Linked DNA regions of Mus musculus: region 2 is linked to region 1. The links are chromatin contacts, called in public Hi-C maps. All regions are on one chromosome and are shown on one strand. The core of a region is the stretch at or near the end of the contact, and the rest is flanking DNA. Distances in the headings are between cores, read along the strand shown. Region 1 overlaps Tfap2b (transcription factor AP-2 beta). Region 2 has its middle 280 kb from the start of Gm32651.

The links. Hi-C and Micro-C count contacts between places; a contact is called where the count stands out from the background.
Region 2: a Hi-C map of the N1E-115 cell line shows a contact between it and region 1, with 3 times the contacts expected there. The contact joins two enhancer-like sites. A contact is called at or near these places in 4 of 39 promoter capture datasets (the 3T3-L1 cell line, cranial neural crest and liver), 1 of 484 Hi-C or Micro-C datasets (the N1E-115 cell line), 7 of 115 datasets of contacts at active chromatin or transcription factors (craniofacial prominence, embryonic basal ganglia, embryonic forebrain and 4 more) and 1 of 9 other capture datasets (embryonic stem cells).

The regions. Positions count from the first base shown.
Region 1 is chr1:19,218,601-19,224,091 of GRCm38.p6, reverse strand. Tfap2b (transcription factor AP-2 beta) reads right to left here. Exons shown (of 7, transcript NM_009334.3): 3 at 4,839-4,899. Among named protein-coding and RNA genes, the nearest start is that of Tfap2b, 12 kb to the right of the region's middle. Within about 2 kb of position 2,206, at least 5 of the 459 cell types and tissues checked have an H3K27ac peak or open chromatin away from gene starts, as enhancers often do. A contact at or near this core is called in the N1E-115 cell line, where this site is marked.
Region 2 is chr1:19,879,400-19,885,131 of GRCm38.p6, reverse strand. No RefSeq gene overlaps it. Among named protein-coding and RNA genes, the nearest start is that of Gm32651, 280 kb to the right of the region's middle. Within about 2 kb of position 4,286, at least 1 of the 459 cell types and tissues checked has an H3K27ac peak or open chromatin away from gene starts, as enhancers often do. A contact at or near this core is called in the N1E-115 cell line, where this site is marked.

The DNA.
Region 1 (5,491 bases), core at 957-3,456:
GTTTTAAATTATATTTCCATTTTGTATCAAAATCACCTTCTTGCATTCTATCCTGTATCTGCAGGTTCTAACATCAGCTCACGCTCCTTACCCTTGGCCCAGCTTGGAGCCCCAAGACCAGACCCTACATATTTCTCTTTCCAGCTTTCCTTCTGGTCCATAGCTTGCTAATCATCTTACCTTCCTCTCACCCTCACACCTGCTTAGCTCAGCTGATTAACCTAGTATTTTATTCCCTTCTGCTTTTTTCCAGCTTATCAATAAACTCAGAGAGCAACAGGGCCCAGTTGATCTGTTAGTAATTATGAGCACACTGTTCCTGCTCATGGAACCTGAGATGACTGAGATAGGTTTAAAGCGACAGCAGGAAAATGCTGAGGAGACAGAGCATAGCAAGACTCAGCATGAAGCCTTTGGTTCTTTATGTGTTTACAATTTTCTGTGCATACATTAAAAAGTGAGCTCTCAGTTGGATGGGAAAGCTAGCTTCTTGATGTGCGCGTGCACACGTGTGCATACACACACACACACACACACACACACACACACACACACACACACACAGGAAAACTCATTCCTTTCCTTTTCCCATAAATTATTCCAAAAGAGAAAAAAAATACATAAATAGATTAGGATTTTCTGGCAGTGAGTGAAGTTTTAAGAAAAGGAGGGAAAATTAGAGGAAATATTACTCAGTAGTAGGCTATATAGAGATCAATGGGCTAGGGTTTCATTCTCTTTTAAACAATTAACTTCAGGGTGAAACAGCAAATTTGGGGAACCATATTTGACAATCCCTGTGTGGGAAAGAGGGGGAGAGAGTAGACCTGCCTCACATAGTAAAGGGTTAAGTCTCACTGAAAGAAACTGACAAATGTGGGTGCTGCACAGGGAAGCAACCCAGAAAGTTAATGCTTTGAAAAGAGAAATCAGGGACGCTATTCCTCAGATTTGCATCTGTTCATGTCTACCTCTTATATAAACTTTATTCCACATGTTCAGCAGGTGTATATACATTTGGACACTGAAATTCTGGTAAGAACACATACATACACACACCAGAATATGTGTAGCATACCCCCCCCCCATGAAAAGTGTTGGCATTCTTTAATGACAGAATCTGGGAACCTGAAACTTGACTAGGGTCTCATCATGTTTTTAACTTGTCATCTGACCTTGAGAAAGTCATTTATCTTCTCCAGTCTGTGCAGTTGCAGGTTCCCACACTTGGGCCAGTGAAAAGGACTGTCTAACCTTTAGAGTTTTGAATTCTATGGCTTCTGACTATTCCTGGTATAAATTTATATGTCTGTCTCTCTGTCTCTGTCTCTCTGTCTCTCTGTCTCTCTATCTCTCTGTCTCTGTCTCTGTCTCTGTCTCTGTCTCTCTCTCTCTGGAAAGGCAAAGTTATTGAGAGGAAACACACACCTTATAGGTCTGACTGACTCAGACTCCTGGGGCAAAATTCCTTCTAGGCAAGAAGGAAGAATCTCAAAAGAAGCCACTAGAATTGAGATTAGGCATTTTTTTTTTTTTTTACTCCTCCTCCTCTTCTCTAAGAAAACCCACACCAAAGTATTTGTGTGGGGAAGGGGCCAGAACTAACGGGGAAAACATGAAAAACATGGAGGTTGAACTGAAACTAACCAAACAGGATATTCCTAAGACCAATAATAATAATTAATAATAATAATAATAATGATAATAATAATAATACCCCAGAGTCACATCATCTGAACTCCGGCCTCAATAACCTTCCTGACATACTTTCTTCTGTCTAATGTGTCAAGCATAGTGGTTTCTGTTCCAAATCCCTTTTCTTCAGAACAAGGTAAACCTTTTAAGTTAAGCTGTAGGAAAATGGCAGTGATCATTTATGTTTGCTGGGCACTCCCCCACCCCACTCCACCCAGATTCCTAATCTTAATGGAACTGAGAGTTACGAATGATTTTTTAATGTCTCGTTGGATTTTTAGACTGTTAATGTACCGAATCCTTCTCATTATTACTTTATTGATTGCTCATTGACCAGCCCCCTTCAAATCGTATTAACCACCCTCTGCCGGTTTAGATTAGGAGAGTTTAAAAAGCACCTTTCATTACTCCCCCCTCCCCAACTCCTGCCATAGAGTTGAGACGAGGCAGCTTAATGGGAGCTCTAATGGGGCAGCTAAGAAGAGAGGGGCCACGGTCCCTGCCGATTGCATTAATAGCTCAAAGGGGGCCAATACAGAAAATTAGCCGTAAACGAGCTCTGGAGATCTTCAAATGAAAGAGCCATTTATCACGCTGGCTACCTTCACTCCACTCGTTTGCTCTCTCTACTGGGAACAACTCATTTCCTCTTAACTAAATTACTTCAGAAATGTCAGCTAAGCCCACATAGCAAACATAACAAGAGAGGGAGTCTATAATGTATTGGGTGATATCAACAGGGAAGAAAAATGACAGGGGTTAAGTTTTAGGAGTGACTATGATACAACCTGACAGATAAATACATCTTTTTTACCTAGGTAATTAAGTTTCATAAACATAGGAGAGATGTGTAAATGTGGGCTAGTTGCTGGCTTTTTACTAATGAAGTATAATTTTCTAAAAACTGTCTAAATGCCCATTAGAAAACAAATTAGGCAACCAAGTCCCCTGCTAGTTGCTAAAATTTAGAATATTCAGTTCAGGAAACTTTCTCACCTCTCTACAGAATTAATCTCACAGACGCATCCCTCATGGGGATAAGAATATGTAAAGATGGGAGAAGAGAGGCGGGGAAGGAGCTAATGAACCCATAATTTTATTTTAAGTGGTTCCTGGTGAGTTAGAAAAATAAATCAAACATTTTTTTTTTTTTGCCTGTGGCTTCTAAAGGTAAAAATATGATGTTAGGATCTTTTCTTTACATAATAAAGCAAACATTTCAAGTATCAAATAATGGAACCGACCTAACATTCATATTTTACTACTCACCCCAAATCTATTAACATGAGCAGGGGACTACTTTACTGTTTTAAGCCATGCATGCTTTTAAAAAGCTTTGGTGGAAAACATGTGGCAGTTTGAGAAAACAGAGCAGGCAATTCTAGTCAACACTCTTCTTTATCCCTGGAAGTTACCTTCTGCATAGTCATGTTTCTCTGGCAAACATATTCAAAAATGGCAACCAAATGCTTCCCACATCTAAGGAAACCATGAACCTCATTTTTTCTAGGCAAGCTTAAGTTCCAGATATTTTTATTGGCCTGACTATTAATAACATTTCTGATTGGTCATCTGCTGGGCATGTCCCTCTGCCAGCCAATTGATGTTGCTAGGATACGAACCCTGAGCTAAGCTGTTCTAGCTTGCCACAAAGAGGGAGGGGGGAATTAAACAAAAATGACAATGGGAGACAGGAAAGCTCCTCCCTCACCCCACCCCAATCAACCAGCAATTACCCAGAGAAGACTCTAGAGAAGCCAGTGAAAGTAAGTAGTCAACACATTTGCCAGCTTAAGCACACACCAAATAAGCATACCAGCCAAAGATGGTATTACCTAAAGAATACTGGGCAACATTATAAAAAAAAAATCAAAATCAAAAGGCACCATTCAGCTGCTGTTTCTCCTGCCTGTCCTATCTCTCCAAGCATATAATCACGACTTTTGAAATGCAGAAACTTTAGCATGCTTTTAACCCCTTCGTCATTCTTAGTCCACAAACTGCTACCTACTTCCCCAATTTGAGTCTGGATGGATTACTTTCTAAATCATTCTTTTCTTTAATTATTCTTCATGACTGTTAAGCAGCTCGAGTGAATCGTCAAAGGCTGAGGCTGGGGATTGTTGACTACCAACATAAGGACTGTTTTCCTCTAGCTTCAATAAGAAAGGGCTGCAGTCGTTAAAGCTGTGTTTTCCAATACCAGTCTGTAAGATAATTAAAGATTGCAAATGTGTACCCATTCGCTCTCTTAAATCTGTGGCATGTGACTGACATTCAGGCCTTGAAGCAGCTACTCTAAACGTTACACATTCTCTTAGTGACTGTCAGAGAAGAGGAGAAAAAAAAAATTAAGCAGCTGCAATATGCCCAAAATGAGTTATTGTAATTACATTTAATTAGTTTAATTAGTTAATTATTTTGCTTACAGCTGTACAAGAGACTGCAAACATTTGTTAATATCACATGCCCTTTAACAGTATGGGGTGATTCCACAGTCAGAGTAAATCATGAGTGCATATGCAGGGAGACTGAGATGCGTGCGTGCGTAGTCTGCCTCAGCCTCTCACGATGAGCATCTTTAGCAAAGCATTTGGCACAATTAAAAAAATAATAATAATAAAGAAACAACTCATAACACAGAGAACTGGCAACACAATTACCACCACCCCCCCAAAAAAAATCAAACCAAACACTAGGAGTGTGTGTGTGTGTGTGTGTGGGTGGGTGGTGAAGCTATTTCCATGACACAGACTTTAACCCAGCCAAATCCAGGTATGAACAAAGTCATAATAGCACAAATTTTACACCAGTGTTTTGCAGCCATTTACCCTTTCATGATGGCTTGGTCATGTAAGACACATTTAGACACATTGGCTACCTTATATATTATGAGAAAAATGGCAATTGCCAGTGTTGCTCTGATCTCATTCCTGGTTTCTGACTGAGTTTCCATTCTGCTTGGTCTATTTCCTTTTTCCCAGCATGCCCTTTTAGAGTAATCTGAAACCACTGACTGATACAACAAACGTTTTAGGGTTTGTTTGTTTGTTTGTCATATAAAATAAATAACTTCCCCAAAGTGAACGCTTATCATAAAGACATTGAAATCTTTGCTTACTTTTGGAAGAAACAATCCATACCTTTTTTAATGACTGACTGGTCCAATAGGTTCATGCCGCTGTTATTGGCATCTTCAACTGACTGTGAATATAAAAACATTGTCATTCAAATTGACTGGATATTAAAGAATTCCATACATAAATCATGTCATGGGAGTTTCTATTATTTCCATTTATATTAACCCACAAATGGAGGTTTTATTATTATCCTTATTATCTCCAACTCGACATAGAAATGAAATTCACTGAAATGGTAAATTCTCAAAATAGAAGAAAAAGAAAGCAGAGCCTTTGAAAACATCTGGGGCATAGTATTGGCTTTGTTATTATCAGAAACACAGATAAAATACAGACACATAAACTTTTATTCCATTTGTCCAAATGAATTGTGAAAAGTTGGCATTTCTCACCAATATTAGTTAAAGCAATTTCATTCTTTTCTTTTTCCTTTTATCCTAGTACATTCAAACCCAGAGTCATTTTTTACAAATACATAATAGTTTATATTATGGGATTTTAATTAAAGTCTGAGCAATTTGGAATGGAATGCAAACAGCAATACAACAGCCTCCAGGACCTCACACCCACTGTAATCCACACCCGTTGCTGTGAGCTAAGAGCTTCTTGCTGCTCGCTGCTGCGGAATGACAGTCCCCGCAGGAGGAGAGGAGCCT
Region 2 (5,732 bases), core at 3,037-5,536, 660 kb before region 1:
AACTGAAACCAGTTTAGATGACGTTCAATAGATGAGTGTGGAATATAAATTATATGTATATATATATATATATATATATATATATATATATATATATATATATACATATATATATATATATATGTGTGTGTGTGTGTGTGTGTGTTTATACATACATATGCATATATACTGTCTATATGTATATTCACATTTATATAATGTCTACATGTATATACACATGTATACAATTATGTTTTATTCAGCTGTAAAGAAAACATGAAATTATAGAATTTTCAGGAAACTGAGTGAATCTTCAAAGTATTTAAACTAGTGAGGAAACTCAGACCCAGTATTACATATACCACATATCCTCTCTCATATGCAGGTCTGTGCTTTTAATTTCCATTTGCCTCTCTCTGTCACCTGTCTATCATCTATTTAGGTGGGCATGAGTTTTATATGTTATGAAAACTAGAAAGGAGACTACAAGAAGAGAAAAAAAAATACGTGTTGAGGAAAGAGGTAAGGGACATGGGACACTTGACAAAAGCAGAAAGGAAACTGATGAGGCTTTAAAGATTTGCAAGGGATCTGGGGGTTGGGGAAAAGGATGATAAAGGGAGAATGAATAAAATAAACTGTTTGAAGACCATTTCCACGGAAACTTTTGCCCTTAATCCTATCTTCTCACTCTAGCATCCCGAAATATCCATAGACTTCTATCACCATATGTTAGTTTTTTTATGAGATATTTTCTTTATTTACATTTCGAATGTTATCCCATTTTCTAGTTTCCATTCTGAAAATCCCCTATCCCCTCCCCCCCCCCCCTGCTTGCTTTCCAACCCACCCACTTCCATTCATGGTTCTGGCATTCCCCTATACTGGGGCATAGAACCTTCATAGGACCAAGGGCCTCTCCTCCCATTGATAACTGACTAGGCCATCCTCTGCTACATATGCAGCTAGAGCCACAAGTTCCATCATGTGTTTTCTTTGATTGGTGGTTTAGTTCCAAGGAGCTCTGGGGGTACTGGTTAGTTCATATTGATGTTCCTCCTCTGGGGCTTCAGACCCCCTTAGCTCCCTGGGTACTTTCTCTGGCTCCTTCATTGGGGACACTGTGCTTCATCCAAAGGATGACTGTGAGCATCCACTTCTGTATTTACCAGGCACTGGCAGAGCCTCCCAGTCAGATATATCAGGCTCCTGTCAGCAGGCTCTTGGTGGCATCTGCCTAGTATCTGAGTTTGGTGATTGTTTATGGGATGGATCCCCAGGTGGGGCAGTCTCTGGATGGTCATTCCTTTAGGCTCTGCTCCGAACTTTGTCTCTGTAACTCCTTCCCTGGGTATTTTGTTCCCCCTTCTAAAAAGGATTCTGAGCTTCTGGGATAATATCCACTTATCAGTGAGCGCATATCATGTGTGTTCTTTTGTGACTGGATTACCTCAATCTAGATGATATCCTCCAGATCCATCCATTTGTCTAAGAATTTCATAAATTCATTAGTTTTAATAGCTGCACAGTACTCCATTGTATAAATGTACCACGTTTTCTGTATCCATTCCTCTGTTGAGGGACATCTGGGTTCTTTCCAGCTTCTGGCTATTATAATTAAGGCTGCTATGAACATAGTGGAGCATGTATCCTTATTACATGGTGGAGCATCTTCTGGGTATATGCCCAGGCGTGGTATCACTGGATCTTCTGGTAGAAGTATGTCCAATTTTCTGAGGAACCGCCAAATTGATTTCCAGAGTGGTTGTACCACTTGTAATGGAGAAGTGTTCCTCTTTCTCCACATCCTCACCAGCATCTGCTGTCACCTGAGTTTTGATTTTTTAAAATTTTTAATACTTTTTATTAGGTGTTTTCCTCATTTACATTTCCAATGCTATCCCAAAAGTCCCCCATACCCTCCCACCCACGCCCCTACCCAACCACTCCCACTTTTTGGCCCTGGCATTCCCCTGTACTGGGACATATAAAGTTTGCAAGTCCAGTGGGCCTTTCTTTCCAGTGATGGCCGACTAGGCCATCTTTTGATACATATGCAGCTAGAGTCAAGAGCTCCGGGGTACTGGTTAGTTCATAATGTTGTTTTTCTGGAGTCCACCTTCTTGCGTTCTTTATATATACTTAGCCATTCTGACTGGTGTGAGGTGGAATCTCAGGGTTGTTTTGATTTGCATTTCCATGATGATTAAGGATGTTAAACATTTTTTAGGTGCTTCTCAACCATTTGGTATTCCTCAGTTGAGAATTCTTTGTTTAGCTCTGTACCCCTTTTTTTAATAGGGTTATTTAGTTTTCTGGAGTCCAACATTTTGAGTTCTTTATATATATTGGATATTAGCCCGCTATTGGATTTAGGATTGGTAAAGATATTTTCCCAATCTGTTGATTGCCTTAATTAATTGTTATGTATATTTGATGCCTGGTGTCTATTAGCTTGGCACCATATTTTCTTGGATGTGTCTCATGCTTATTTTATTTTTCCTTCAATGAATGCTGAGTGCTATTCCATTGTATATCATTGCAATGGAATTCATTAATGTATGAGTACAATTGTTTGCATCTTGAGAATGAATACTGAGGATTAACAATCTACCTTCTACAATGCACATATATAAGTTAAATAGTTCTGTATCTATCCTACTTCACTGACCAATTCATGTTGTTTACAAAGCTAATTTATAAGCTCATCTTTGTCTCAGTCCTGAACATTGATGCATTTAATTCACGTGTGTGGGTGCATGTTTGTGTGCATGCATGTGAGTGTGTGTGTGAGTGTGTGTGTGTGTGTGTGTGTGTGTGCGTGAATGTATATGCTATGTGTATGTGTGAAGGTGTTCATGTTTGTGCAGATATGCATTGAAGTATGGGAAGTTGACACTGGATATTTTCTGGAATCATTCTCACTTTAGATATTATATATTGAGGCAAGTTCTCCTCCTTGAGCCCAGAGCTCATAGACTGGTCCTGTCTAGCTCTCCATATTATTGGGTGGATCACATGTAGGTAAAAACTTTACAGACAGCAGAAAAAGATATAATCATATGTGTATTCCTATTTGTAAATATTTGTAATGATAAACAAAAGATACCACACATTAGCAGGCATTCAACGAATATCTTCTTACCATAATTAAAATTTATTAATTATTTCTTTTATTATTTCGTGATCAACAGCTACAGTTTTGGTCTAAACTAGAGCCAGCAATTGATAAAATATGACAAAACATAGGACTATACAAGTGCTCAAAGGCTGCCATCCCAGCCAAGCTTCTGTGTTCCCTTAAGAAGACCTCACATACAGGCTGTCTGCCTGCATTTGCTATCCTCATAGAAATGCATGGAATGGCACTACTGCTCTATAAGGAAATGACAGTAAGATTAAAAGCAGAGATTGTGGATCATTACAGCTGAGGAAAAAAAAAAACTTGAGCCTCTCCTAACAATCGCCCCTCCCTTCTCAGACCTGACAAATACCCGAAACCGATGGCTCCTCTCATACTGTTTGTTCATGGATGTAAAATTCTTCATTAAAATTGAGGGATTAAATATAACAGTTTAGCTAATTAATTATAGTTTGATCGTTTTGACACCTCCAAATGATCCAGCCACATACCTTGAAGCTTTGTCAACTCAATTGCATCTTTATTTTTGTTGCCTTTAACCAACAATGAAGACGAATGCCACTCTTTCTAGTTTTCAATCACTTCTACAGAAGTGTTCCCCTGGCAATGTGCAAGGACAGACCTAATTAATCCCTCATCTGCCCTCTGTGGTGTCTATACATCACACTGGCAGTTGAAACCGCTGCTTGTTTTAAGGCTATTGCTGGAATGAAAAGCTCATCTGTTTTTCAATAATTTTACCACAGGTGGTGATTTGTAATTAGAAAGGGCAAAAGCCAAATTTCAGCCTGCGTGAGCGCGCGCATGCGGGTGCATGCACGAGTCTGCTCACATGCTCGCACGGGCTTGTCTGTGCTTTGTAATTTAACAGCGAGTGGTTTTTTTTTTTTTTTTTTTTTTTTGTAAAGGAGAGGAAAGAAGTCAAAGGGAGGAACCCAGCAGGAGCAAAAGTGATCATGCTTGGCACCAAGCTAAGCAAGAGAAGTTGAAAAGAGCAAAGATTTTTGGTCTTCACTTTTTGTGTTCTCTTTAAAAAAAAAAAAATGAAGAGGAGTCTCAGATAGATTAGAGATCAAACACCGACAGAAACTGGAAAGACTGAAGATTCAGGAAACTCTGACAGCCCTAGAGTGGGGGTACTTATGCTGAGTTACTTGTGGTAGAACAGGGGAATCTAGCTGAGAAACTTTTTTTTTTTTTTTTTTGCTCAGGGTCTATCTCTGGTATTAGGGGAGGAGCCTGCACCCTCTTCATCATAGATAGAATTGAGAGGTATATTGAAGGCAGTTTAATGTGCAGTTTGGATAACTTAACAATCCAGTCGGGAGAGAAGGTGGCTACAAGATGCCTGGCAATAAGGCCAAGGCAGCTCCATACCAGGACAAATGCACCAGCAGCCGTGGTGTTTCTACCCCTGGCTCTCACATCTCATTCTCTTTGGCCTTCTTGATTTAATCAAATCCTGTTTTTTTTACTCTTAAAGTTGCCTTAGTTCTAGGAAGCCCTCCATACCAATCCAGCCTGCTCATCATCTTCCACAGCCTAGGTATCCTAAGATTTCGTTTGCTGTCTGCAAGGTGGAAATCTTGGTACCCTCCACTTTCCATATGAGCATAAGTATCCTGACTCTTCATCTAGACTGCAGATCTCTGAAGGGCAAAGGTTTTTGTCTTGATCTCAAAATCACTTTGTGAAGCCAATTTGTTTACATATTCATTCACATGTGTGTATAAGATTCATAAATTGAGTCTTATAATCACTAAAGTAAATTTTAAATAGATGCTAAAGCAGAAGTTTGAATCACATGCTAGACAAGACGTAGGACTGTGGCAGAGGGCCAGACTAAAGTAAAATGATTTGGATAAATATAGTGTTATTTGTACTATGTAATTTTTTTAAAGAAGAGTGGCTTTCCTGCATATAGTTTATTGGCAAAGGTAAACAAAGGACACCTCTTGTGTAGGTCCCTTATACCCCTGTCTTTCTTTAATCATGCAGGCGGTTGTTGGAAGAGGGTAGAGGAAACAACGAGGAAGAATTCTGACTCAGTGGTTTCAGCCAGATTGTGTTGATGTTTATCCAACAGTCTACTCTGTTTCTTCACATAATAAAAGACAGGGGAACAACATGCCAGAGACATGTAAGATTAATGTTAGAGTTTGAGGATTCTTTCATGTTAAAATATTTCTCCATTAAAAGGATTGACCTATGTAATTCTGTAGGCCTTTCTCTCTGCATGAACAAGCTTAATTTACAACAGCAGAGCCTATCTATATCCTATCTCTCATTCTGTCAGGTCTCCATCTCTTTCTCCCTGGTGGCTGTCAGAGACCAGATCGTTCTAACGCAATTGGTTCCAATAATACATTGTGCTCTCACACAGGTGCATGAAATTTGAATAAACCAATATTAACACACTCCGAATTCAGCATGTATGAAGAACACTACACATGATTTCTGACATCTGAAAAAGGAAAAGTCAGTACTGGGAACAGGAAATAACATTTCCACATTTTTGTTTTATAGTTGTAGTGATATCACTTGGCTTTGTTTTGACCTTGGCTTGCTTTGTTGGCTTTGTGAATCAGATTATACATTTATAAATACCTAA